Linked DNA regions of Sus scrofa: region 2 is linked to region 1. The links are chromatin contacts, called in public HiChIP or PLAC-seq maps. All regions are on one chromosome and are shown on one strand. The core of a region is the stretch at or near the end of the contact, and the rest is flanking DNA. Distances in the headings are between cores, read along the strand shown.

Region 1 (6,831 bases), core at 2,520-5,019:
ACCCTGTTCTCCAGCTTCTCTTGCTGTCTGGTCACTCCTATGATGAAGCCCCTCTTTAGTCCTTCGCTTCTCTTTAGGCTGGTCTTACAGCATCCTACAACACCGTCCCTTTTTTATTTTATTTTATTTTTTTTAGGCAAATGGAGGTTCCCAGGCTAGGGATCCAACTGGAGCTGTAGCCACCAGCCTAGGCCATAGCCACAGCAATGCCAAATCCGAGCCTTGTCTGCAACCTACACCACAGCTCACGGCAACGCCAGATCTGTAACCCACTGAGCGAGACCAAGGATCCAACACTTGTCCTCATGGATACTCGTCAGGTTCTTTAGCAGCTGAGCCATGACGGGTATGCCTACAACACTGTCCCTTTTCCTAATCACACTCAGTGGCCAGGCTCTGGGGTATAATTAGCAAAAATGGGACACACCTTTCGTACAACCGTGTTCTGTCATTGAGGAAGTAGATTGGATTAAGCAATGATGGGGGTCTTGGCGAGGGGGAGTTCCTTCCTGCATCCTCAAGGCCCAAAGGCCCCCCTGCCTCAATGCGGGGGCTCATCTGCTCAGATGCTGTGGGCCCTGACGGTGATGAGGTGACTGGAAAGCAGGATCTGCCCGTCCCCATCTTTATCATCCCCATCACCTTGAGATCAGCTGGGAGCTCCCCAAAGGCCTGAGGCTGAGCATTCCTTGGGGCGTTTCCTTCTTGCTCAGCATCTAAAGACAAGTAGTGACACATGCGGTTTCTGTCCAGTTTTTCCCGGAGGCCTTCAATCTCCAGATTGGAGAACTTACCTTTGTGGGGGTTATTAGTAGGGAAATCTAGGAGCTCTATCCAATCCCCCCTCATCCTGGTGGGTCCAGGGAGCAGGCTTGATAGACTCAACCAAAAGCACTTTCCCTTGTCTTGGAACCTTGAGAAGAAGGCAGACAAACAGAGATGGCTGGAGCATCACCAGGGCTTCTGGGGTGGGCAGACCCGGTTGTTTCTGCTAAGAGATTGCTGCTGTGGTTTTAGGGGGCCTTACTCTTTTTCTTGGTCCTTAACTATTTCCTCTTTTTTTTGGCCACATCCATGGCATATGGAAGTTCCCAGGCCAGGGGTTAAACCCAAGCCATAGTAGCAACCTGAGCCACAGCAGTGACAATACCGCTTCTTAACGATGAACCACCAGGGAACTCTAGTCCTTAACTATTTTCAAGCTTGATGGTTCAGCTCCCATGTACTCTGTAAGCTCCCTGACATTCTTTCAATAAGTTCCTTTTAAATTAACTGGAATAGTCCTTTGACGCTTCGAACCAAGAGTGCTCACTAGTAGATCAGAGCCTCTGTCATCATTTGGAGGAGCAACCCTATTCGCTGAACTGGGCTGTGTCTGGGCTCGCTCACTGTCCCAAGCTGGTCTTAGGGCACTGGCTTGGGTACCAGGACCATTATGCCAGGGATTGGTCTTTTTTTTTTTTTTTTTTTTCTTTTTTCTTTTAGGGCCGAACCTAAGGCATATGGAAGTTCCCAGGCTAGAGGTGGAATTGGAGCTGCAGTTGCCGGCCTACATCACAGCCACAGCAACACCAGATCCAAGCTGCATCTGTGACCTATGCCACAGTTTATGGCAATGCTGGATCCTTAACCCACTGAGCAAGGCTGGGGGTCGAACCTGAAATCTCACAGAGACAATGTCAGGTCCTTAACCCTCTGAACCACAATGGCAACAAGGAATTTGTTTTAAATGTGATTTGCTCTCTATCTCAATAAGGGGGAAGCTGACATTGGCCAGGGCCGACTTCTCAGAGAATAAGGCAGAGGACAGACATGGCCAGTTCCAGGATTCTCCTGTGACAACATAGTGCCAGTTTCTTGTGGTCATGGGTTGGCTTGGGATAGGAGCAGAGGAAAAGGAACTCTTAGGCTGCTGGGAGCTTTCGGCTATATCCGACCCCCTAACCTCCCACCCCAACCAAACAAATATTTTCCCTTTTGTGTAAATTCCATTCCCAGTGCGAATGGAAAAGTGGAAAAACAAATTTTTGTTAATACAGGATCGTGTCCAAGAATTATCATCCTCAATCATTTTGGAGATCTTGTTGTCTAGGAATGCTAGTCATTGGAGAGATCGTGGCTGGGAATTCTGCATCCAGGATCTCAGTGCAGACTTCTCAGGCCAGCCTGGAGGTGGTGCTGTTTGCATGTAGTCACTTTGGGCTAATTAAGATGCTATCCTACCAAGTATGCAGCACTCAACTGCTGAACCTCGCTTTGCATCTTTATACTTAAATTAGTTCAAGAGGTTAGTTAGTGAAAAATTCGTGAAATTCAAATAATCTTCGGAGTAGTGCAAAAAACTTTCTAAGAGTGACAAAAAATTCAGAAGCTATGAAAAGACAAGACTGACAATTTGGAGAGCATAGACATGTAAAAAAACAGCAAAAAGGGAACAGTAAACTGAGAAAAATAATAGCAACTTTTGTGACAAAAAACCATTTTCTTAATATACTAAGAGCGTTTATGAGTATATTCCATTAAAAAAATTGGAAGATAGGAGTTCCCGTCCTGGCGCAGTGGTTAACGAATCCGACTAGGAACAATGAGGTTGTGGGTTCGGTCCCTGCCCTTGCTCAGTGGGTTAACGATCTGGCGTTGCCGTGAGCTGTGGTGTAGGTTGCAGACGCGGCTCGGATCCTGCGTTGCTGTGGCTCTGGCGTAGGCCGGTGGCTACAGCTCCGATTCAACCCCTAGCCTGGGAACCTCCATATGCCGAGGGAGCGGCCCAAAGAAATAGAAAAAAGACAAAAAAAAAAAAAAAAAAAACCCACTAATAATCATGAAACATTTCTCAAACACTCATGAAATGAACATTAAATTTTCATGAACGTGAAATTTAAATGAAAATTAAATGCAGTCACTTGATTGTGGGTGCCCCCAAAAATTGTTCTGTACAAAAACACCAGATTGTTCTATCACAAACCATTACTGTCTTTCTCTTCATTCTTATATTTTCCCCTTGGGTTTCCAGGCAGTTAGTTACTCACCTGTTGTCATATGGTGATGGAGCAGCCATTCTTCAAGAGCGCCAACCGTGGGAACATCACAATAGAGGCTAATCTCCCATTCTCACCTCCCAGTGCTGAGATTAACAATAAGTAACACTGGGATAGGTACTAAAATGGAGACATGGAGCAGGTGTGCCACGGGCGGTGTCTCTGCCTAAGCAGGTTCCACACAAAAGGAGATGAAGAAAGAATCGGAGGTGCGCGGCAGAAGAGGCGAGACAGGGCTTTCCTCCAGACGCAGGAACAAAGGGGTGTGCAACAGCCAGGTGCGAGAGTAGATCTGCAAGTTGGGGGAGGGGCGCCGGCCTCACAAGAAGGGGTTTCTCTGGTGAAGATTCCTTTCCAGCTCAAGCACTGCTTTCGGCCGTCGAGGGGCCTTACAATACTACTTGCCACACAGTTCACAGTTCACAGTTCTCTTCCATCCAACTTTCCTTTTTTGCAGACAACTGGAAGACTTAAAGAAGTGAAATGACCTGTCCCGGGTCACAGCTCTGGTCCACACTAGGTTGCCTGACTTGCAGTCAACCGCTTGTCCCGCCACTGGCCCTCCCGCACAGCGCAGGCTATCAAGCCCAAACTCCGTTCCTTGGCGGGGTCGGGCGTCTGCCAGGTGGACTACATCTCCCACAATGCCTTCGGCCCAGTCTCCCTCCCGCCACCCGGCTGGGCCCGGATCCGCCAGTAGAAAAGGAGAGTTTCCAGGGGCCGTTCTCGGTGGCCAATGAGCGCGGTGGGGGGCAGGCCTCTCCCGTCCATTGTTCTCGGTGCCCCTCGGGCTTGAGCCGCCGCAACTCCGGAGGGGCCGGGCAGTGCCCGGGGGCGCTTTTGCGCGCGGAGGGACTGCAGGAGCAGGATCTGGTCTCTGGAGAGGTGAGCCCGGAGAGACAGGGCTGGAGCCACGCGGCCGAGGAAGTAGCCCGAGGCGAGGGAATAACGGGCCTGGAGCCAGTGCGGGCAGCCCTGCTGGGGGAGGGGCGTTGGGGGCGCTGTCCGCGTCCCGCGCGCCCAGCTGTCCCGGTTTAGGCGCGGGGTCCGCTGAGAGACCGACGAGATGTGGACTCTTCTCCCTATCAGTGAGCTCTTTGAACGTCCAGCCTTGGTCGCAGGGTTTGGAAGGCACATTGGACGCGATCCCGCGCAGCCCCTCATTTTACGGATGGGGAAACTGAGCTTCAGAGGGGGCGTGTCTTGCTCCGGGTCAAGCAGCGAATTAAACTGATTAAAAACGGTTTCCCGGGCTCCCAGATTAAAGAGTGGTGTTATACCTGTGTTTCTTCTCGCCAGTTGGTAAATGCACATTGAGATCTTCGGTGTTTCCACTAGCTTTTCTTTTTCTTTTAAAAAACTTTTTCCTTCCCTATTTTCTTTTCTTGGGGGAGGAGGAGCGTTATCTGAATATTTATGATGTGATGATTTTTAAAAATAACTTTTGCCTTTTAGTCTTTATTTTAAAGAATTTGTAGTTTCACTGCTGTCAACGTTTTGTAGAATTTCTATACATATTTTTTTCCTTGTGTATATATGTTCTTTTCTAAAAGGAATTGGGGTCATACTGTGTCTGGTTTTTCTGCCTTGCCAGGTTTGTTTTTAATCCATTTATTTTATATTATGAGGATTATCTTAAATCATTAATGATTAATAATTCTTGTGGAGCATAATTTTAAAAATATTTTAAAATACATACAGCAGAGTGCACAGATCTTTAATATGTACACGCTTATGCAACCATTGTCAAATCAAGATCTGGAACATTTCTAGCTTCTTTGAAACACCCCTCTCAGTTACCCTCCCAAAGCCCTAAAAGTAGTCATTATTACATCAGCATAGTTTTTTTTTTTTTTTTTTTTTTTTTTTTTTGTCTTTTTGTCGTTGTTGCTATTTCTTGGGCCGCTCCCGTGGCATATGGAGGTTCCCAGGCTAGGGGTTGAATCGGAGCTGTAGCCACCGGCCTATGCCAGAGCCACAGCAACGCTGGATCCGAGCCGCGTCTGCAACCTACACCACAGCTCACTGGCAACGCCGGATCGTTAACCCACTGAGCAAGGGCAGGGATCGAACCCACAACCTCATTGTTCCTAGTCGGATTCGTTAACCACTGCGCCACGACGGGAACTCCAGCATAGTTTTTAATACATTTTACTGTATGCATGTGTCATAATTTATTAACTCTTCTCCTGTTGCTGGATTCTTAAGGTGTCAGGTGTTTTCTTTGGGGTTTGTTTTTAGAAACAATGTTATGGTTGTGCATCCTTCAAACAAATTTCTGTTTGCAAAGATGATTAAAAAAAATAAATTCCTGAAGGGCCAAGGCCGGATCTAAGAGTATGACCATTTTAAAACTTCATGGTTTAAAATATGGTAATAAAAAATAAAATAAAATATGGTAATAAAGCAATTGAGATAATTGCCTTCCTTCCAGTGAGGCTCAAAGTGCCTTGACATTTGAACCATTGCTAATCCTTCAGATGACCCCTTCAGATAAGAAGGCTGGGTGTTATTATCTCAACTTATTAGGTGGTCAGTGAGGTTGTGTGATTGAGTTGTATGTTAGGGCAAGGTCACCCTCTCTGCAGTAAGTCTGAACTGACTTAGGGCAAGATAAGTCAGTCCTGGGTTCGTGGGAGGACTGTGAATTTCTGATGCTCATGCTTTCATCTTTGGGAAAGAAAAATACTGTATTTTTTGTGCTTGTGATTCTTCTTAACTTCCTGTGTTATAGAGGTATTCTCAGGAATAAGCCATTTTTCCTTTTAGAAGGTCAGGAAACTTCTATTGACTTGCGGATGTATGAATCACTTGGTGACCTGTTCTGGGCCGCTATGAGTTAGATTGCTTTAGGACAGATTGCGTATTGATTCTAGTTCTCTTTCTCATTCTTAGCCAGACACCTTATTGAAATTTGAGGAGGGATCTATCTTCTCAGAGAGCTGGGCTGGAGAAGACTGAAGGTCAAGGTTAGAAGCCTGAGTGATTCCCCAGAGAACGTGGATGATGGCCTCAGAGGTACCGAGAGTAACCAATCCTCTGAGCCCCTTAGTCCAGGTGCCTCAAGAGGAAGACGAGCAGGAAGAGGAGGTTGCTACCATGATCCTGGAGGATGACTCCTGGGTGCAGGAAGCTGTGCTGCAGGAGGACGGCCCTGATTCCGAGCCCTTCGCCCAGAGTGCTGGCAAGGGCAGCCCCCACGAGGAGGGGGCCGGAGGGCCTCAGGGTGCCCTTGGCCGTCTTCGAGAGCTCTGTCGGCGCTGGCTGAGGCCAGAAGTCCACACCAAGGAGCAAATGCTGACCATGCTGCCAAAGGAGATTCAGGCCTGGCTGCAAGAGCACCGCCCCGAAAGCAGCGAGGAGGCGGTGGCCCTGGTGGAAGACCTGACCCAGACTCTTCGGGACAGTGGTGAGATGCGGAACCTCATAGGGAGGGAGTGGGAGCGCCCCTCTGAGATGGAGGAGTGTGGTGTTTGCGGAGGAGGAGAAGGTGATACCAGGACTGAGTTTGGGTCAGCCCCACCCCTCTACTCTGTCTGCAGGCAGTCAGCACATTGTCATCCCACAGTGCCCTGGTTATGTGCAGTGACAGTCCCAGGATCTCAGGATAAGAGTGGCTTAAGAGGTCTACTCATGAAGCTGCATTTAGTTAACACACTTTTTACTTCTGTGTTTCTTTAGAATGGTTGGGAAAGTGATGGAGTTTTGTAGGGGCAGGGGCTGAAGACCCCAAAAATCACTCCTTGGCACTTTCACCCTGTTGTACAATAAACATCTAAATATTTACATTCTA
Region 2 (6,831 bases), core at 2,655-5,154, 130 kb before region 1:
GCATACGGAAGTTCCTGGGCCAAGGATCAAATCTGAGCCAGGGCTGTGACCTACGTATACCACAGCTGTAGCAACACTTAGATTCTTAACCCACTGCACAGGGCCAGGGATTGAACTGGTGCCTCTTTAGAGACAAGCCTTATCATTAACCCACTGGGCCACAGCGGGAACTCTGGAAATACTAATTTAAACTAGAAATGTTAACTCCTCAAGAATCTTAGGCAGCTGGACTACGACTTTTGTAAAGACTCTATTGTATAATAAAAAACTGGCTGGTCTTCGTCCCTGGTTTCCAGAAAGGGAAGCCTCTAAACCCTTGGAATTTCCCAACTGACAGGAGTATCTCTGTTATTCACAGTGGGCCCTTAGGACCACACCTGAGTTTACCAATCAGGTAACCCCTGGTGGGCCCTAGAGTTCTGAGGCAGGGCTGGTCATCTTGGAAAGACCAACTGTGTGATTAGAAGACTGGGGCTTTGAGCCCCATGTCATCAGGATATCAGATAGCCTCCCCAGGGAGGGGAGGCGAACTAGAAATCGAGTTCAACTAACTGACCAATAATTCAATCAGTATTTGTATGTAATGAAGGCTCAATAAAAACTCCTGGTACCCAAAGCTGAGGTAAGCTTCCCTGGTTGTGATACACATCCATGGGCTGGGAGGGTACCATACCCTAAGGATACAGAAGCTTCCAATTTAAGACTCTACCAGACATTGCTCAACTCTTCTCTTCTTTTGACTAGTCCTGATTTGTATTCTTTGTAATAAAACTATAATCATAGGTATAGCGCTTTTCTGAGTTCTATAAGTCATTCTAGCCAACTCTTGAATCTGAGGGGGAAGAGAGCACCCCGAATACCTAGCCAGTTTCTTGGAAGTGTGGTGACCTGGGAACTCCAGAGATTAAGGCTGCTGTCTGAAGTGAGAGGAGTCCTGGGAGGACTGTACCCTCAATCTGGGCAATACGATCCAACTCCAGGTAGTGAGTGTCAGAACTACTTGTTATAACAGCATTTAAGAATCAAAGATCAGAGTTCCCTTTGTGGCTCAGCAGAAACGAATCCAACTAGGAACCATGAAGTTGCAGGTTCGATCCCTGGCCTCACTCAGTGGGTTAAGGATCTGGTGTTGCGGTGAGCTGTGGTGTAGGTCGAAGATATGGCTTGGAACTGCTGTTGCTGTGGTATAGGCCGGCAACTATAACTACAATTTGACCCCTAGCCTAGGAACCTCCTTATGCTTTGGGTGCTGCCCTAAAAAGCAAAAAAATAAAAAAATAAAAGATCGTGTTTGGAGTTCCCGTTGTGGGTCTGTGGTTAACAAACCCAACTAGCATCCAAGAGGACACGGGTTTGATCCCTGGCCTCACTCAGTGGGTTAAGGATCTGGCTTGCCGTGAGCTGTGGTGTAGGTAGCAGACACGGCTTGGATCCCGCATTGCTGTGGCTGTGGTGAAGGCCAGGGGCTACAGCTCCAATTTGACCCCTAGCCTGGGAACCTTCATATGCCACGGGTGCAGCCCTAAAAAGACAAAAAATAAATAAGTAAATAAATAAAAATAAAAGATCATGTTCAAGTTACCTCCTGAAAAATTTAGTTATTATATACTTAAGAGCAATTGTCTGGTGTTTTGAAAACAATACACGACAGCAGCTTTTTGAGATTGATAGATAATTTTTTTTTTTCCAATTTCCAAAAATCCTCCCAGGAGTAGCGTTTAGAACCAGCTTACAGAATCACACTATTTGTACTTGTGACATTATTGGGGGGATAGGAAGTAGATTACTCACTCTCGTGTTCCTCCTGCACCACCAGATTCACATGGTCCACGCAAGCTTGGATGTCATTCCACGTAATAAATTCATTATTTTCTGCATGTGCCTGAGCTTTCAGTTTCATCAATTCATCGAGATACCTGCGCCATTCCCCCAACAAAAGAGATAATGAAGTACAACATAAGAAAAGGAACCTTTAGGATCCTTTCAGAGGACAGCAACGAGAAGATGTGGGGGCAAAGGATCCACGAAACACAGACAGCTAAGATACCCCCAACAGTCTAATGTATTCTGGAGGTCAGCTTTGGGGCCGAAGAGTTACCCTGGATAAAGTGTAAAAATGCAAGGATATCATTTATACTTAACAGCCTATTCTAAACTTCAGGTAAGACCAACTCTAGAATCAGAGGCAGCAGTTCAAGCAATTCCTCTAAAGACAAGAAAACAAGGCCATACACCAGCTAATAAACCTAGAAGGAATGATAGATCAACAAATCACCATTCAGCAACTCTTCCCAAAAGTATAGATTTAGGCAGGGATTATCACTTGGGGTGAAAAATATTAGGTGAATCATTAATGGGAAACTGGACAATTTGATGGCACGAAAGGTGCATCAAAAATTACGCTCTGGTGATAAGGGAAAAGCACAAGTATATGATAGTGGGATTAGCTGTCTCCCTAATCCAAGGATCAATCTTCATATCTCTAATGGTGGGGATAGGCAGATTTTATATGCCTCTTTTTTTTCTTTTTTCTTTTATAATGATTTTTATTTTTTCCATTATAGCTGGTTTACAGTAGTCAATTTTTTACTGCACAGCAAAGTGACCCAGTCACACATACATGTATTCATTCTTTTTTCTCCCATTATCATGCTCCATCATAAGTGCCCCGACATAGTTCCCAGTGCAAGAGAACAGGATCCCATTGCTTATCCATTCCAAAGGCAACAGGTTGCATCTATTAACCCCAAATTCCCAGTCCATCCCACTCCCTCACCCTCCCTCTTAGCAACCACAAGTCTGTTCTCCTTGTTCAGGATTTTCTTTTCCGTGGAAAGATTCATTTGTGCCATATATTAGTTTCCAGATATAAGTGAAATCATATGGCATTTGTCTTTTTCTTTCTGACTTACTTCACTTAGTATTAGAGTAGATTTTATATGGCTCTTGATATGAGAAAATATGAAACACACATCACCAAAAATACTTAATTGAATCTTAAAAAGCCTTTAGACCTAATTTCCAATTTATAGGAATAAACCAAATATTAAGAAACCGGAACTGAAGATGGGCCATTTTATAGGACACTGGCCCTATCTCCTTAACAAGTCAGTGTCATAAAGAAAGGGACAATGCTAGATTAAAAGATACCAAAGGGACACAACAGTCAGATGTTAACACATGGTCCTGATTTGCATGGCTGAAAAGAACAGTTTGGGAACAAATGCAGAAGTGTGGAAACTGGACTAGGTTTAGAAAGTATTCGGGAGGTACTGTTGATTTTGTCAGGGTATAAGACAGTGTTATTGCGGCTGTATAATAAATATCCTCATTGTCTTAAATAAATTTAGGAGTGGAATGTTATGATATCTGTAATTTACTACAAATTCCTCAGCATGATAAAAAATAAAATGAATCAAAACAGAAAAAAAAAAAAAAAAGATGATCATACTAAGTCACAATGCCTGCAAAGAAAATAAGAGTGTTGGAGTTCCCATTGTGGCACCAAGGAAATTAATCTGACTAGTAACCATGAGGTTGTGGGTTCGATCCCTAGCTTCGCTGAGTGGGTTAAGAATCCGGTGTTGCTGTGTGCTGTGGTGTAGGTCACAGATGAGGCTCAGATCCCACGTGGCTACGGCTGGCAGCTGTAGCTCCAATTCGACCCCTAGCTTAGGAACATCCTTATGCCATGGCTGTGACCCTAAAAAGCAAAAAAAAAAAAAAAAAAAAAAAGACTTGGCACACAAACACCAGAAGGGACAGCTACCTAATGTATTCAATCCATCACTTGGGCACCCACCTCTGATAGTTTTCTTCTTCAATATTTGTGAGGCCTGTAACTGAACTGCTCAGCTGTCTCCACACTGTATTCATGTCTCCAGACTCCAGCGCCCTGTTGATCAAGGCCACTGATGACAACATCTCCACCGCAACAGAGAGCTCGGGATGGGTGAGGCTATGCTGCACAGAAAGGAAGGCGGTGGGGGAAAGCGTAAGGAAAGGCATTCTGGAATACCAAGGGAGATCACAAGTTTAATAAAGCCATAAGGAGTCTAAGTTTGTGGTTAAAAAAAAAAAAAAAAAAAATCAATAAATAAAAGTTCTACCTAACTCTGCCAAGAAATAGGTATTAAAGTCAGGTATACCCCACTTTGCTCACAAACCACACAGATCCAGTTAACTTACCTCAGGACTCTGTTGCTGCAGGGTAGCCAGCTCCTTCTGATAAAGCTCGGCAGCAAACGGGTACACCTGGGGCAGCTGGGCTTCGGGATTCATTAGTTCCAGAACAGTCTTCTCGGCAACTCCCTTTTGGATGGCAGCATTAATTGCTGCCACTGCTGCCAATCCTGGGCAGAAAGCAGAAGTCAGGAAGGGGGCTGGCTTCGAGAGCCCCAACAGGAAGTAGATGGCAATTTTCACAGAAGAAAGTTACACTCTATGTATAAACTATTAGCCATGACATTTCAAGTAGATCTTTCATCTTTAAAAGCAGCCTCCTTTGTATGAGAGTGAACTGTACAGTATGTGAACTACAACTCAATAAATCTGTGTAAAATACAGCCTCCTCTTCTCCTCACCCGTTTCCACTCCACAATCGTCTTGCGTGCCACCACTAGGCTCTACCCAAAGGAACCTTCCCCTGCAGCTCAGCAGATAAAATACCAGCTTATTAAGCTGCCATTCAAAGCTTTCCTCGATCTTTCCAAACCTTTATCTTACATAATTCAGCCTAAAATATCTACAAAAATTTTATTCCAATCACTGTTCCTTAAATACATCTGTCACTTTCCATCCTTCTGCTCCCAATTCCTTTCGCTCTGATGCCCTGTATTAGGAAGATCCTTCTCTCTCCTCTCTCACCATCCAAATCTTAGCAGTCCCTTAAGTCTCACCTCCAGAGCCTCACCTCCTCCAGGTGTTTCCCTAACCAACCATGCAAGCACGTTGTGCTTCCTGGTCAAAGTGTGCCTACGATGACTCCTGTTACACATTGAAACTGGAGGAACACTACTGCCACCAAAAAGGTACCTGGCTAATAGGCTTGGGTGGGATGAGGAGTGACAGAATGGGACCTCAGATCCCTCAATGACATCAAGCCACTCTTCCTCCCCTACTCAGTATTTCAGGGGACACCAGCTGAGAGGACTCTTACTTCTCTGATACTGCTGGGCAGCAATGTTTCCAGCATCCACTCCGGACTGTAGCTCCTCTTTTTGCAGGGGCTCGGCCTGGCCGCTCTGAGAAAAGCAAAAGACATTTAGGTAAAGATGACTCCTGCCCATGTGCCTCCAGACCTCACAGTGCTCGCTTCTCAGGAGCAGTCACTAGCGACAGAGAGCCACAGGCACAGCGATGGCTTCAGGCGATAGGCAGCCAAAGCGGCAGCCCGAGCTGGAGCCAAATGCCTGTGTCAGATCTGGGGTAGAGTGACTCTCCAGGTACCAGCACATTTTAAAAAATATTTTGTAAAAAGCATCAAAATGTTCTGAGATAAAATGTTTATAAGAAACATCAGCACATTAATGCTGCTTATTCTGGCCAATGCTAGCAATCTGTAAGATGTATACTTGTCCTTATTTAGAAAATGACCAAAAAAAAAAAAAAAAAAAAAAAAACACAGAGTACAATCCCACACAGTCTACTCTTACTGCACATTAAGTACTTTCTCAGTGTCGGCCTGAAGACACTAGTGAGGAAGTTTGTTTTTTTAAGTGGAAATTCCTGAAGTAAGAATGTAAAAATTCAGGTTTTCCCTAACGGCTTTTAGTTAGCAATTCAAGGGACCTCAAGTGAAGGGGTGGTCAGATTCAGAGGGTAGACAATACTCATTTTAAAAGAGAATTTACAACTCTAAAAACAAAAGAGCTGAAGTCAATGTATACTTTACCTGAGGATGTTAAACAACCTCATGTATATGCAGGGGAAAAAGTTAATCTAGGGGGAAAAAGCCCCGTAAAGATTTACACAGTAGCATGCGATGATTCAAACGGATATACATAAACCTTTGCAGGTGCAATGCAGGATACTTTTACCTCTCTCTTCTGCTGTCTGTCACTCAGGAGCTGCTTGAGGTACCAGTCACTGTTCTGCTGCTGCAGTCCTCGAAGGCCCAGAGCTGGGGACTGCAGAATTTTGAACAAGGCCAGTGCAGACCCCTGCTCCAAAGCCTGGTCTACATTTGCTAATGCAGCAATCACTAAGGAGGAAAAAAATCAAAAGCTTAAGAAAAAAACATGCTAATCTTTTAGCCTAGAATGTTTTTTCTTCCCCCAAACCAATCTCAGTTCTAGATTGGGGAAATATAATTCAGACAGCCTTTACTCTGGAGTGTTACAGAAGCATAAGACCTTGGGGTTGGAAGAGAACCTTGACGTCATCAAGTCCAGGGGTTCCCAGGGTGTTCAGATTTTAACAGGTTCTTGGACCACATCCCAGGCCTACTTAAAAGCTCCTAGATGCAGACAGTTTGGCACCAACACGGGTAGCAACATACAAGACACCAATGATACATGGGTAAATTCCTTCTAAAATGCCAAGTCATTGTCCAGGCTAAACCATTACACAGGAGAAGGTATTTCCCACAGCAACTCACTACATCTTTGGACAATTTTGTTTCCAAAATAAATATTGTTAAAGCTCTCACCCTTAGAGTTGCTACCTGAATACACCCAACTCCCCCTTTCCCTGTGACAGTCTACTCCTGACTAGAGAGCCCTAGTTCCTTCAGCTATTTCTTATACAGCATCATTCTGAATCCCTTCACTATCCTGGCACCTCCTGAACACCCTCTGCCCAAGGCAGTCCGTGCCCAGACAGCAAGGCTGG

Evidence for each region. HiChIP or PLAC-seq counts read pairs in DNA pulled down with a chosen protein or histone mark.
Region 2: a contact with region 1 is called in an H3K27ac HiChIP or PLAC-seq map of alveolar macrophages, with 5 times the contacts expected there. The contact joins the enhancer-like site here to the promoter of ZSCAN2 in region 1. A contact is called at or near these places in 4 of 47 Hi-C or Micro-C datasets (blood, embryonic fibroblasts, fibroblasts and 1 more) and 2 of 2 datasets of contacts at active chromatin or transcription factors (alveolar macrophages and skeletal muscle).

Annotation. Positions count from the first base shown.
Region 1 is chr7:52,954,945-52,961,775 of Sscrofa11.1, reverse strand. ZSCAN2 (zinc finger and SCAN domain-containing protein 2) reads left to right here and starts at 3,769. Exons shown (of 9, transcript XR_002345788.1): 1 at 3,769-3,923; 2 at 5,934-6,447.
Region 2 is chr7:53,081,679-53,088,509 of Sscrofa11.1, reverse strand. IQGAP1 (ras GTPase-activating-like protein IQGAP1) reads right to left here. Exons shown (of 38, transcript XM_021098910.1): 10 at 6,039-6,202; 11 at 5,159-5,243; 12 at 4,189-4,352; 13 at 3,803-3,963; 14 at 1,792-1,916. Among named protein-coding and RNA genes, the nearest start is that of CRTC3, 61 kb to the left of the region's middle. Within about 2 kb of position 3,904, at least 2 of the 83 cell types and tissues checked have an H3K27ac peak or open chromatin away from gene starts, as enhancers often do. A contact at or near this core is called in alveolar macrophages, where this site is marked.